2 separate regions of the Mus musculus genome follow, and region 1 is linked to region 2. A link is a contact called in public HiCAR-type data. All regions are on one chromosome and are shown on one strand. Each heading gives the region's core, a stretch centred on a gene start, on an enhancer-like site or on the middle of the called end of the contact. The rest is flanking DNA. Distances are from core to core; before and after follow the strand shown. Region 1 holds the start of Twist1 (twist basic helix-loop-helix transcription factor 1). Region 2 holds the start of 4933406C10Rik (RIKEN cDNA 4933406C10 gene).

What was found. HiCAR-type assays count read pairs that join an accessible place to other places.
Region 1: a contact with region 2 is called in a HiCAR-type map of astrocytes, with 3 times the contacts expected there. The contact joins the promoter of Twist1 here to the promoter of 4933406C10Rik in region 2.

The regions. Positions count from the first base shown.
Region 1 is chr12:33,953,326-33,959,117 of GRCm38.p6, reverse strand. Twist1 (twist basic helix-loop-helix transcription factor 1) reads right to left here and starts at 1,447. Exons shown (of 2, transcript NM_011658.2): 1 at 480-1,447. The coding sequence starts at 1,140. The coding sequence ends at 520.
Region 2 is chr12:32,950,994-32,956,226 of GRCm38.p6, reverse strand. 4933406C10Rik (RIKEN cDNA 4933406C10 gene) reads left to right here and starts at 2,438. Exons shown (of 6, transcript NR_044986.1): 1 at 2,438-2,722; 2 at 2,856-3,029. It overlaps Sypl (synaptophysin-like protein), which reads right to left and starts at 2,041. Exons shown (of 5, transcript NM_198710.3): 1 at 1,868-2,041. The coding sequence starts at 1,936.

The sequences.
Region 1 (5,792 bases), core at 198-2,697, 1.0 Mb before region 2:
TTTCTATGACCGCTAAGCCCTGTTATCACTACCAGCGAGAATTTTCGCTGAACAACCTGGAAGGATTTCAGCCCAAGGGCAAGAGGAAGTGGGTGGGCGGAAAGGAGGGGGTGGAATTTGGAAACAGTTGTTTTAAGAAGGGAATTTTAAAGAAGAAAGAAAGGGGTTTGGGGGATGGCGTTTTGGGCACAAGGCCCCTATGCTTGACTTTCTCAATCTTCTGTCATGCACACCCCCGCACGCGCACACACACATACACCTCTCCTGGGCACACTGGTTCTCCCCGACCCTAGGACCTGTTTCCCCTGTGGGGACTGAACTGCTTGCCAGGGATGCGGGTGGAATGAGGTGGCGGTGCCTGGCTAGGTGGAGGGCAGCGAGGAGAGTGGAGGGGGATGGGGGGGGGATACCCAGCACGGTGGCGAGGTGAACAGGGGACCCGCGGCCTGGCCCGATCGATCCCTGGAGCCGGTCCTTACCTAGGTCTCCGGCCTGCAGAGGGGGTGGGGAGCTCCGCTGCTAGTGGGACGCGGACATGGACCAGGCCCCCTCCATCCTCCAGACGGAGAAGGCGTAGCTGAGCCGCTCGTGGGCCACATAGCTGCAGCTTGCCATCTTGGAGTCCAGCTCGTCGCTCTGCAGGACCTGGTACAGGAAGTCGATGTACCTGGCCGCCAGTTTGAGGGTCTGAATCTTGCTCAGCTTGTCCGAGGGCAGCGTGGGGATGATCTTGCGCAGGGCGGCGAACGCCTCGTTCAGCGACTGCGTGCGCTGGCGCTCCCGCACGTTAGCCATGACCCGCTGGGTCTGCAGCTCCTCGTACGACTGCGGGCTCCCGCCCCCGCTGCTGCTGCCGCCGCCGCCGCCACCACCTCCGCCCGCGCCGCCGCCGCCGCCTCCGCCCGCAGATTTCTTGCCGCGCTTGCCCTGGGCCGGGCTGCCTGGCTCGTCGCCGCCTCCGATGCCCCCGCCCGTGGCCCCGCCGGGCCCCGCGCTGCCGCCCGCGCTGCGCCGACTGCTGCGTCTCTTGCGAGCCCCGCGCTTGCCGCTCGCCGGCTGCTGCCGGTCCGGCTCCTCCTCGCTGTTGCTCAGGCTGTCGTCGGCCGGAGAGACTGGCGAGCTGGACACGTCCTGCATCATCTCGCGGGCGGCGACGTGCGGCCTCGCGGAGCCGGGACGGGGGAGGGTAGAGCAGAGGAGCGGGGCGCCCTAGCCCGCCAGCTTCCCCGCGCTCGGCGCCGGCCCGGGCGGTGCGGCCCGGAGGACGCAGGGAGGCGGGATGGGGGTGGGGGGACCTCCGCGGGGAGGGCGCTGGAGGCGGGGAGGGAGGCGGGCGGGGGAGGGGACGGTGTGGAGGGCCCCGAGGTCCAAAAAGAAGGCGCCCGACGGCCGCAAGCGCGCCCCGTTCCGGCCTGGCGCAGCCGGTGCCGGTGCTGGCGAGCCCGCGAGGTGTCTGAGAGTTGGGCGCGGGCTGTGGACTTGGCGGCTCTTATACCTCCGTGCGGGCGGAAAGTTTGGGGGCAGCGGTGTCATTGGCCTGACGTGGGGAGGAGGGACTTTTCGAAGTTTTATAGGAAAGTTTCCTCTTTCCAGCCCCCCTCCCTCGCCCCCTCCCCCCTTGCTCGGGGTCTAACAATTCGTCCTGCGAACCATTCAAAACCGACCTGGCCCGAGCGGCCAGCCCCTGCGCCCGCCTCTCCCCTCCCTCTCCCCCCCCCAGCTCTCCCCCTCCGCTTCGGGGAGGACGCGGGGCGATTTCCTTCCGCGCCAGAGCGCGCCCAGCGCCCCCGCACCCGAGCACAGCACCGCAAACAGGGGACTGTCTGGGTCGCTGTTGCAGTCTCCCCCTCCCCAAGTGGCTGTGACAGCAGTAGTGGCAAGCGGCTTCGACGCTCTGGGTGATGTCCCATCCCGCCTGGGATCCCTCGGAGTTCTCCGGGCCCTTTGGGGGTGGCTCGGGCCCGGGCTGCGAGGCAAGAAAAGTTTCAACAACCGAGTCCATCTAACGGTCAGGTAGAGGAAACCTCTAGTCGGAAACCTCTAGTCCCAAGGGATTCCCCGCGGCTGCCTGGCCCTGTGGTCGAGGGCGGTTCTCAAGACGTGGCCACATCGTGGGCGCTATGGATCTGCGCCCTGGCCTGCCGTGTCACCCCTCCCGGAGAAACGTCTGGGCTCTCCTTTCCTGCTACGGTGACCCAATCTAAAGTTTCCCTGCTCTCAGAGGACTGTGCTTCCAAAGGTGCTGGACCTAGGCTGGAGTTCATTCTTTTACAGAGAAAAGCCTTGTTCTTTTGAAGGGAGCAAAGCTAGGGAAAGATAGAGCAGCCTTGGTGCTCCACGCTGCCAGCCCTAGGTGGAGGAGAACCTTGAGAACATTTCATGTCCGCTAACTCCAAATTAAGCCCTGCATGCTAACCTTGGGTAGTCCATACATTTAAGGTGGGGGATCAATATTCTCGTCTTCCTAGGAGATCTTGTGAGTAGTTATGCTCCCGGTGCCTCAAATGCACTCAGCCATGTTGGTTGATTGCAAGCGGTTTTTTTTGTTTTTTTTTTTTTGTTTTGTTTTTTTTTTTTTTTTTTTTTTTACCAAATACCTTGAAACCCCAAAAAGGATTCTGGAAAAGTGGAAGCAGAGAGGTTAATGAGCAAGAAGGAGAGTGGCTATGGAAGCCAGTGATTGCAGGGCTCTTTACATTTTTTAAATATGTTTTATTTATTTATTTCTGTTTTTTAAGTAGGATGGGGATTTAGGGAGCCGGTACAAGGTGATCTCTTACTCAGAAAGGCAATTCTGGGTCCGGAGGAAGTAGCCAGAGTTTCAGGGGCAGAGTTTGCGGGCGTGGAGGTGAGCGTCTCGAACTCCTGCCCTGTTCCCAAGCTGAGGACCTTGCTAAACGCCCAATCCCCACTCCCCTGGCCAATCCCCCGGGAAACTGCCAGCTCAGCAAGTGCCCCTTTCTGGGTTGGACCAAAGGTCGCGGCCACCGACTTCCTGAGAAGCTGGAGGCCGGAGCCCCTGCGACGCAGGGCAGGCCACGTGGCTGGGTCCTGCTGAAGCTCTCAGCTGGGTCCCGGAAACTCTGGGGTGTGGAATGCCTGAGGCTAGTCCGAGGACTCAGCCTTTGTAGAGAAAGCTCTCTTCTGAGGCCAGTAAACCCGACTGTACTTTCATCCGAGTAGAGACCCCCCCCCCCCCTCCCCGGGCTTACCCTGCACCGTTTTTACTGATATCCAGAGACAATGACCACAGTGTGCCAACTGGCCGGCCTCGCCCGCCGCTACCATATTTTAAAATGACAGCCTGGCTGAAAACCAGATTCTACTTGACCTCCACTTAATTTTAATAGCTCGTAGCCAATTCTTCTCAAAATAAAGCCACTCCTGCACCCTTGCATTTGCATTTTTCACCGACAAGAATTTATCTCTTGGAAACAAAACGTGGCAGAAATTCTGCCGCATCCTCTTACCCAGTGCTCTCTTTTCTAAATATGAATTTCAGAGTATCTCGTAATTGGGTGACTGCGGAAATCTCGATTCACCCTTTATTAATATCAACCTCAAAAGATCTATTTTTTATTTTAGCTGAGTGTTAAAAATATTTCAAAGACAACGAATGACAGGAACCTTTTCTTCATTGGGAATCAAGGCTAAGGAAGACGAGGAGGAGATCAGGAGGTGTACTCCAGAAAGGGAAATGGTTCAGAGGGAAGAGTTGTAGCAGGTGAGGAGAAATAGTACCCAGGCAGAGAGCAAGTGCACCTTTCTTAAGACTTCCAATCTGCAGGCCAGCCCTGATGCTGCACTGAGGGAGGCTTCTGTCCTTATCATAGTGTTAGATCCCCCTTCCCCGGACTGGGCCAAGGCAAATCTCCTGAAACCAAAATACTCTGAAGATAATTTTAAAAGAATGGCCCAGGTCATTCTCTGACTTATCTTTCAAACAGGGTTACAAGAAATGTATTTAAGCTTTGAGAAGAAATTCCTCCTGAACGTCTTCAGAAGCAATGAAGATGAAAGTACTTGTTAAGTGGGGTTAGAACTTACATTTTGAGCAGAAAGCGGTGTCTTACCAGGCGAATCAACTCTCAGCAATGGCTAGGGTTAGTGCTGTGCAAACCCTGACAAGCTGAGATGGGCTGCTCACTCTGCTGCCTTCAACGACTTAAAACGTTTTTCTAAATGGATTTTTTTTTTCCTGGTAAGAATGGATGACAAGTCCCTTGTGTGACCACAAGTCTGATACTCACCGATGTGACAGTTTGTGCTTTGCACAGTGCTTCAGCCTAACATCTGAGACTCGACTTTTTGATTTTCGTCTTCTAAGTAAAACAGTTTTATGGCTTCTCCTCTAAGGCTTCTGTCAATCTGGTGACTTTCTTTGGAAATGTTAGGTTAATTAGGATCTAGCTCACTTTATTTTTTAAAAAGATCCTCCTAAATGATCCCTGAAAACAACAACAAATGCTTTGTACTGGCAGAATTCACAAGGGGCTTTGTTTTCAGGCTGCAAACTGGGTGCTTGCAGTTCTTCCTGGGGGAGGGAGAGAGGGAGGGGATATAGATATAGATAGATAGATAGATAGATAGATAGATAGATAGATAGATAGATAGATAGATAGATAGATATAGAGATAGAGATAGAGATAGAGATAGAGAGAGAGAGAGAGAGAGAGAGATAGAGAGATAGAGATAGAGATAGAGATAGAGATAGAGATAGAGATAGAGATAGAGATAGAGAGATAGAGATAGAGATAGAGATAGAGATAGAGATAGATATAGATATAGAGATATCAGCAAGCTGGTAGGTTTCAGAGTTGGATTTGTACAAAAGCTAAGTGAACCCTCCACACTGGTTCTCCAGTCTTCTCTCCTCTGAGGTCAGATGACAAGTTATCTGTGTTTACCTTGAAACTCATTCCTTTGCATTGCTTAGGTGAAGCCCAGGAGCCTTCTCACAGGAGGGGGCATATGTTAGAAGGCTCCGGTTCATTAGGTATGAGGTGAGGTTGCACGTCTTAGATTTCATCCAATTTTGACATTCCACAGGAACTTCCCAGTTTGATATTTCAAAGGGATACTTTTTGCTAAAGTGTCATATGAAGTCTGCATCAGTCCCAGTGGTACCCATCACACCTGGTTTGCAGATAGCCTTAGTGATATTTGAGCATCTCGGTCCTGCTGATGATAGTGTAATTCATGAATTAACAGATTCTATTTTCATCATCCTGAATTTCTGTAATAATACGGAGCTAAAGTTATACAACTTGAAACTTTTAATCAAGGAGGTGAAAGACTGAAAAGCAAAAGAAACAAAGAACTCCTCAGATGAGCAAATAAAATGTAAATCAATGTTAATCACTAGAATATCTGACATTGAAATGAGGGTCGGATTAGGAATTGCGGAATACACATGGAGGGATCAATGGCTCTAGCTGCAGGCATAGCGTATGTAGCAGAGTGGGTGAACACCCTCATAGAAGCAGGGGGAGAAAGGGTAGGATAGGGGGTTTTCTGAGGGGAGACCAGGAAGGGGAATGACATTTGAAATGTAAATAAATTTAAAAAACCAATAAATTTTAAAAAAAGAAAACCAAAAGTCTTGTATTTCCTGAAGGAAGAGCAAGACCCAGGCAGATGAATACATAGTCTTATATTTTTCTCTTGATTTTATTTTGTTGTTTTCATGCTTAGAGTAAGTGGGGCTTGGAGAGTTGCTATCACAACCTCTAGTTGGCATGACACTCCCCAGTTATCTTTGAGTCTCTCTGATAACTGAAGAAACAATCCTA
Region 2 (5,233 bases), core at 1,189-3,688:
TAAGGCCATCACCAACCCAAGTCACAAATAGAATCATCATCATAAAACAGTTTAATTTCTAGTCATCTCCATCCTTACTACAATTAATTTTAGGTACGAATAATTTCTAAAGCAGCAGGTTTCTCTCCACGTTGGGCTATTTTTATACTGTTAACAACTAAAATTTTCTAAACAGGCAAATCCAAGGATTGACTCGGAATCTGAGCTTAACTGGAAACTACCTAAATACGACCTGATATTCTATAGCTTGTACACATAGGACCAGTTTTTCATGACTACCCTCAGAAGGAACAAGGGCTTTGAACTTGTTATAATCATTTAGAACCATACTTTTGCCCAGTATGTTCATCCAAGCAAAAACCTACTTACATAGGCTGCTTCAACTTTTCCTCCCACTAACAGGACTCTATTTGCCTAGAAAGCCAATCCCTAGCTCACTAGTACTCACTCTTCAAATATTCTTCCATCTATAAAGTCTTCCCCAATGATGCTTTCCTGTCTAACCTACTACTTTACAAGTATCTCTAACACACAATTTACCATATGGCATTTTTATAGTCTCCATTACATCCTTGAATGATCATGAGAAAAAGAGTTTGATTCACATCTGTAAGCTGGCATTTAGCACAGTGCTGGTATATGCTACCTACTCAAATATTTGTTGGGTAAATACTCACTACACCATTAACACTCTATAGTCTTACTACAAACTTACTGCCTGTGTAATAAAAGGTTTTCAAACTCAAAGTATTATTTTAAGAAACTTAAAGATAATTTCAGCACACAACAAAATTACTCCTACTTTAAAATATTCAAGAAAAGATATAAGCTGCCTCTTACTTAAGTGAAAATCTAAATTATTAAACTGAATTGTAACATTCAATGAGACTAAATGTAAGGTTCATTCTTAACACACATTTCTTTGATTTCTCCCCTATGACTTTTGGAATTAAAATAACAACCTTCTTCTAAACTTAGGGTTGCACAGAAAGTCACGTGTCTTTTGCCAGTTGCAAGAGCAGCATTTCAGTTTTCACAAAATTGAAGGCATAAAGTGTAAATACAAAAATCAGAGCGAGCAGTCATCAGTCATCGGAGAACTTCAAGCTCTTCGTTAAAACACACGCACGAAACCGGAGAGTTCTTATTTTTCACCCTCAACATGAACTGTGAAGGAATTAAACGTTATCGGCTACGAAACACTACCTGACTGCACACGGGGCAAATAAATGCCAAGTGCTTACATTAACTCTTCAAGTCAGCACCCAACTATAGTGGGCCGCTAAGTTTGAAGGAAAATCGCAGAGCTTGATAAACTAGCTGCACGTGACAAGGTCTAACTTGTAAGTCTCCTTTGATGTTAATGATTGCTTGGCAGGAAAGGGCAGAAAGCTGACTTTCCAAGCAGGATGTTGCTATAAACAATCTCGACGTCCAGGCCAGGCGTTAAATGGGCCGACAATTTAATGCGTCGGGGCAAGGGCTTTGCCTCGGCTTCTCTGACACACACTATTTTTAACAGGAGCCCATACCCGCCGCCAGCGAAGGGCGCAACCCAGGTCTAGCCTCGCCCGCGGAAGCCGCGGGCCTCCGGGCGGTCGGTATCAGTTGGACCGCAGCAGGAAATCCTGTCTTCCTTTGCGGATGGCAGTGGAGCCTGAGAAAAAAAAGCGAGCGAGCTTCCACGCCTCCGCGGCTAGGGGCGGCCGGGAGAAGCCGCCCACACCGGCGACTCGACTCGACGCCGGCCGCCATCTCCGCCCCGCGGCCTTCGAGCGTGGGGGACTCCCTCACGACCGCGTCCCCGCCTCCCGGCAAGGCGCCCCGCGCTGGACCGGGCGAGGTCGGCGTCGCAAGCTGCACTCACCCACTCGAGGATCTTGATGAAGCCGAGCGGCTCCTTGAGCGGGTTGAGGTTGATCTGGAAGGCGGACATCCTCTGAGGGAAAGGAGGGAAGAGAGTCAGGACGCGGGGCGGAGGAGGGGAGCGGCGAGACCGGAGCGACTCCGCGGCGAGAGCGGGAGGCGGAGCCGGCGGGGCTGGGGGCGGGGCCGGAGGGGTGGGGACGAAGGGGCATCGGGGCGGGACGGCCTGGCCTTTAAGGCGGGGCCGGGCGGCCGTTGAGTCCGCGCCCAGGAGACAGAGAGGGCGAGCCGAGACCAGGCCGAGGAGGGACTGGGAAGGGCTGGCTCCTCCCCCGGCCGCACCTGACTCAGCCGGCTGAACCGCTGACGAACCATGTTGGCTTTGGAAGCCATGCGTGTGCCGCGCCCCCTTCCCCAAAGCCTAGCTCTGTCTCTAACGCGCACGCGCGCTCCCTAGGCCCCAGACTCTTTTCCGGCCTTTGCGAGCGCGCGACGGGGGTGGGTGGGGTCGGGGGACAGCTGCGCCTGCGCAGCACGGCCCTCCACCTCGGTGGCGTTCTGGTTGCTATGCCCTTTTGTGGCTGTGACTGCCCGCCCTCACAACGGCCCGTTTTCTTCCCAGTGCTCTGAACTTTTGGGCAAATGTGTCAAGTGTGTACACAGACAAAGCCTCACTTCAAAGCTCGTGTTCAGGGCCCTTAAAGTCATAGTTATTGCAAAACTGCGGCCGTCTGGCGAACCTGCCTTATGTAAGGGTGCTTGAACGTATGATTCACCAAACATTTCCGCAGACATCGCAAAGTTGTTGGAGCCAGAGTAGGAGAAAGACCACCCATTTGAGATCATGGCTTGACAGGTCTCACAGGACAACTCATCTCTCCACCTCTATCCCCGTTTGGCGAGGCCTGTATTTCGTGCCGTTTTTTTTTGGGGGGGGGCGGGGGAGTGGGGGGGGGTCAAGTTAACTCATCTTTCATGATTTGTCTTAGGGAACACTCCCTCCTGCCACCAGAATGGGACCAATCTAGACATCTCTTCTCTGGCTTCCTTGTGCCTGGCCTTTTTTGGAGGGTTGGGATAGTGGCCTGTCTTCATGCATGGTGAGATAACACCAACATCGAAGGAAGATCTTTGCCACAGAGGATCCTAGTTCCAGCTCCCAGGTACTTATTTATATTTCCTAAATGTCAGTGGAGTATTCCATTAGAACTGACCACTACCCATGAACAGTTACTACCAAGCTAACACTTCCTCCTTCCTTCACTCTTATTTCCGTGTATTCCACTCAGCATTTCTCTTTAAGTCTTAAAAAAAAAAAGTTATTTTCTGCTGAGACCTGTTGGATAGGAACCCACAAGTAAATCACTTAGCTGTGCTTCAAAGGAAAAAGTATTCAAAGTAGAATTATACAAAATAGCCAAAAATATATTCAATGTAATTTCAAAATGAAATAGATGCTAACAGGATGGGATAATGCTCATCTTGCAACTTTATAGAGCTGAGAGGTCTGAAACAATTTGTACTCCCATGGTTTGTTCCTGTAGTCCTGTCACCAGGCAGCTGGCTGAGGTTTGCTTGACTGCACAGTTGGATAGGAATTGTGGGAAGGATAGGCAGGGGAAGCAAGTGAGGAGCTGGTCTCTTGTAGCCTTCATTTCTGTCAGGCAGCAGTGAGTGGTGGCTGAATCCCGACAGAAGCAGCAGCAAGTGGCACCCTCTAGTGTTGCAGCCCTCATAACTCAACCTTACAAATGTTCCGGTTTGTAAGTCTAGAACACTGGGGTTCCTCAACCCTTGGCAGCTCTTGGCCCAGGATGAGACCTTTGGCCCTGAAGGCTTAACAGCTATCTGGAGCTCTTGTGGTGCCAGGGCCTGCCCTTGCTCTTCTCTGGCTGATTATAAGGTTTTATCCGTTAGTCTTGGCTCTCTACCTCAGCTGCTAGGACTGTTCACTTCTGCCGCCTTAGACACAGGGTACCTGCTACTTCTGTGTGTGCCATTTTGCCGCCACTGCTTTCCAGTCTCTGCTGCTTTCTGTTCTGTGTCATCTTATCCTGCACTACTAAAAGTAGGCAAGACCACCTAAGAGCAGTTGTGTGTGTGTGTGTGTGTGGGGGGGGGGGGGTAAGGCTGCAATACCAGAGGAGCTTACAACACCAGAGTATCCTGACTCAGCACACTGAGTGAGCCTGAACGTCCTCTGATGTAGCCTAAGGACTATACCTACCAACACTGGACAAGCACAACTGTTTGTTTTAAATAAATTATACCCAACACTCTGAGCTAATCACAGATTTGTCTCTTAACGCTAGACCCCCTGTACTCACTGATAAGTGGATATTAGCCCAGAAACTTAGTATACCCGAGATATAAGATACAATTTGCTAAACACATGAAACTCAAGAAGAATGAAGACTGAAGTGAGGACACTATGCCCCTCCTCAGAATTGGGAACAAAACACCCATGGAAGGAGTTACAGAGACAAAGTTTGGAGCTGAGACGAAAGGATGGACTATCTAGAGACTGCCATATCCAGGGATCCAGCCCATAATCAGCTTCCAAACGCTGACACCATTGCATACACTAGCAAGATTTTATCGAAAGGACCCAGATGTAGCTGTCTCTTGTGAGACTATGCCGGGGCCTAGCAAACACAGAAGTGGATGCTCACAGTCAGCTATTGGATGGATCACAGGGCCCCCAATGGAGGAGCTAGAGAAAGTACCCAAGGCGCTAAAGGGATCTGCAGCCCTATAGGTGGAACAACATTATGAACTAACCAGTACCCCGGAGCTCTTGACTCTAGCTGCATATGTATCAAAAGATGGCCTAGTCGGCCATCACTGGAAAGAGAGGCCCATTGGACACGCAAACTTTATATGCCCCAGTACAGGGGAACGCCAGGGCCAAAAAGGGGGAGTGGGTGGGTAGGGGAGTGGTGGGGGGGGTGTGGGGGACTTTTGGGATAGCATTGGAAATGTAATTGAGGAAAATACGTAATAAAAAAAAAACACTAGACCCCCAAAGGAAGGGTTCCATGTCAGGTCACTGTGGGAATGATTCCAGGGTCATCTAGAGTGGGCATTGAGGAAGCAAAAAAAACTTAGATAAACTTTTTCAAACAGCTCTGGATGGCACTGTGCCTTTAAGAAGCAGAGCAGTCAGCTACAGTTTTTGCATAATTATCTCAGGGTGTCCATGAGATGTCCAAGATATTTGTTATTAAGCACATAGTTATTGTGCTCAAGGTAGCCAAATTGCTCCATTCTCAATGTCTATGCTAATTTGTAGGGAAATGAGCATCAAAAGGAACATTTAAAATAATAGTCTTAACGCACTTATTAGTACAGGTAGTGCCCCAGGGAC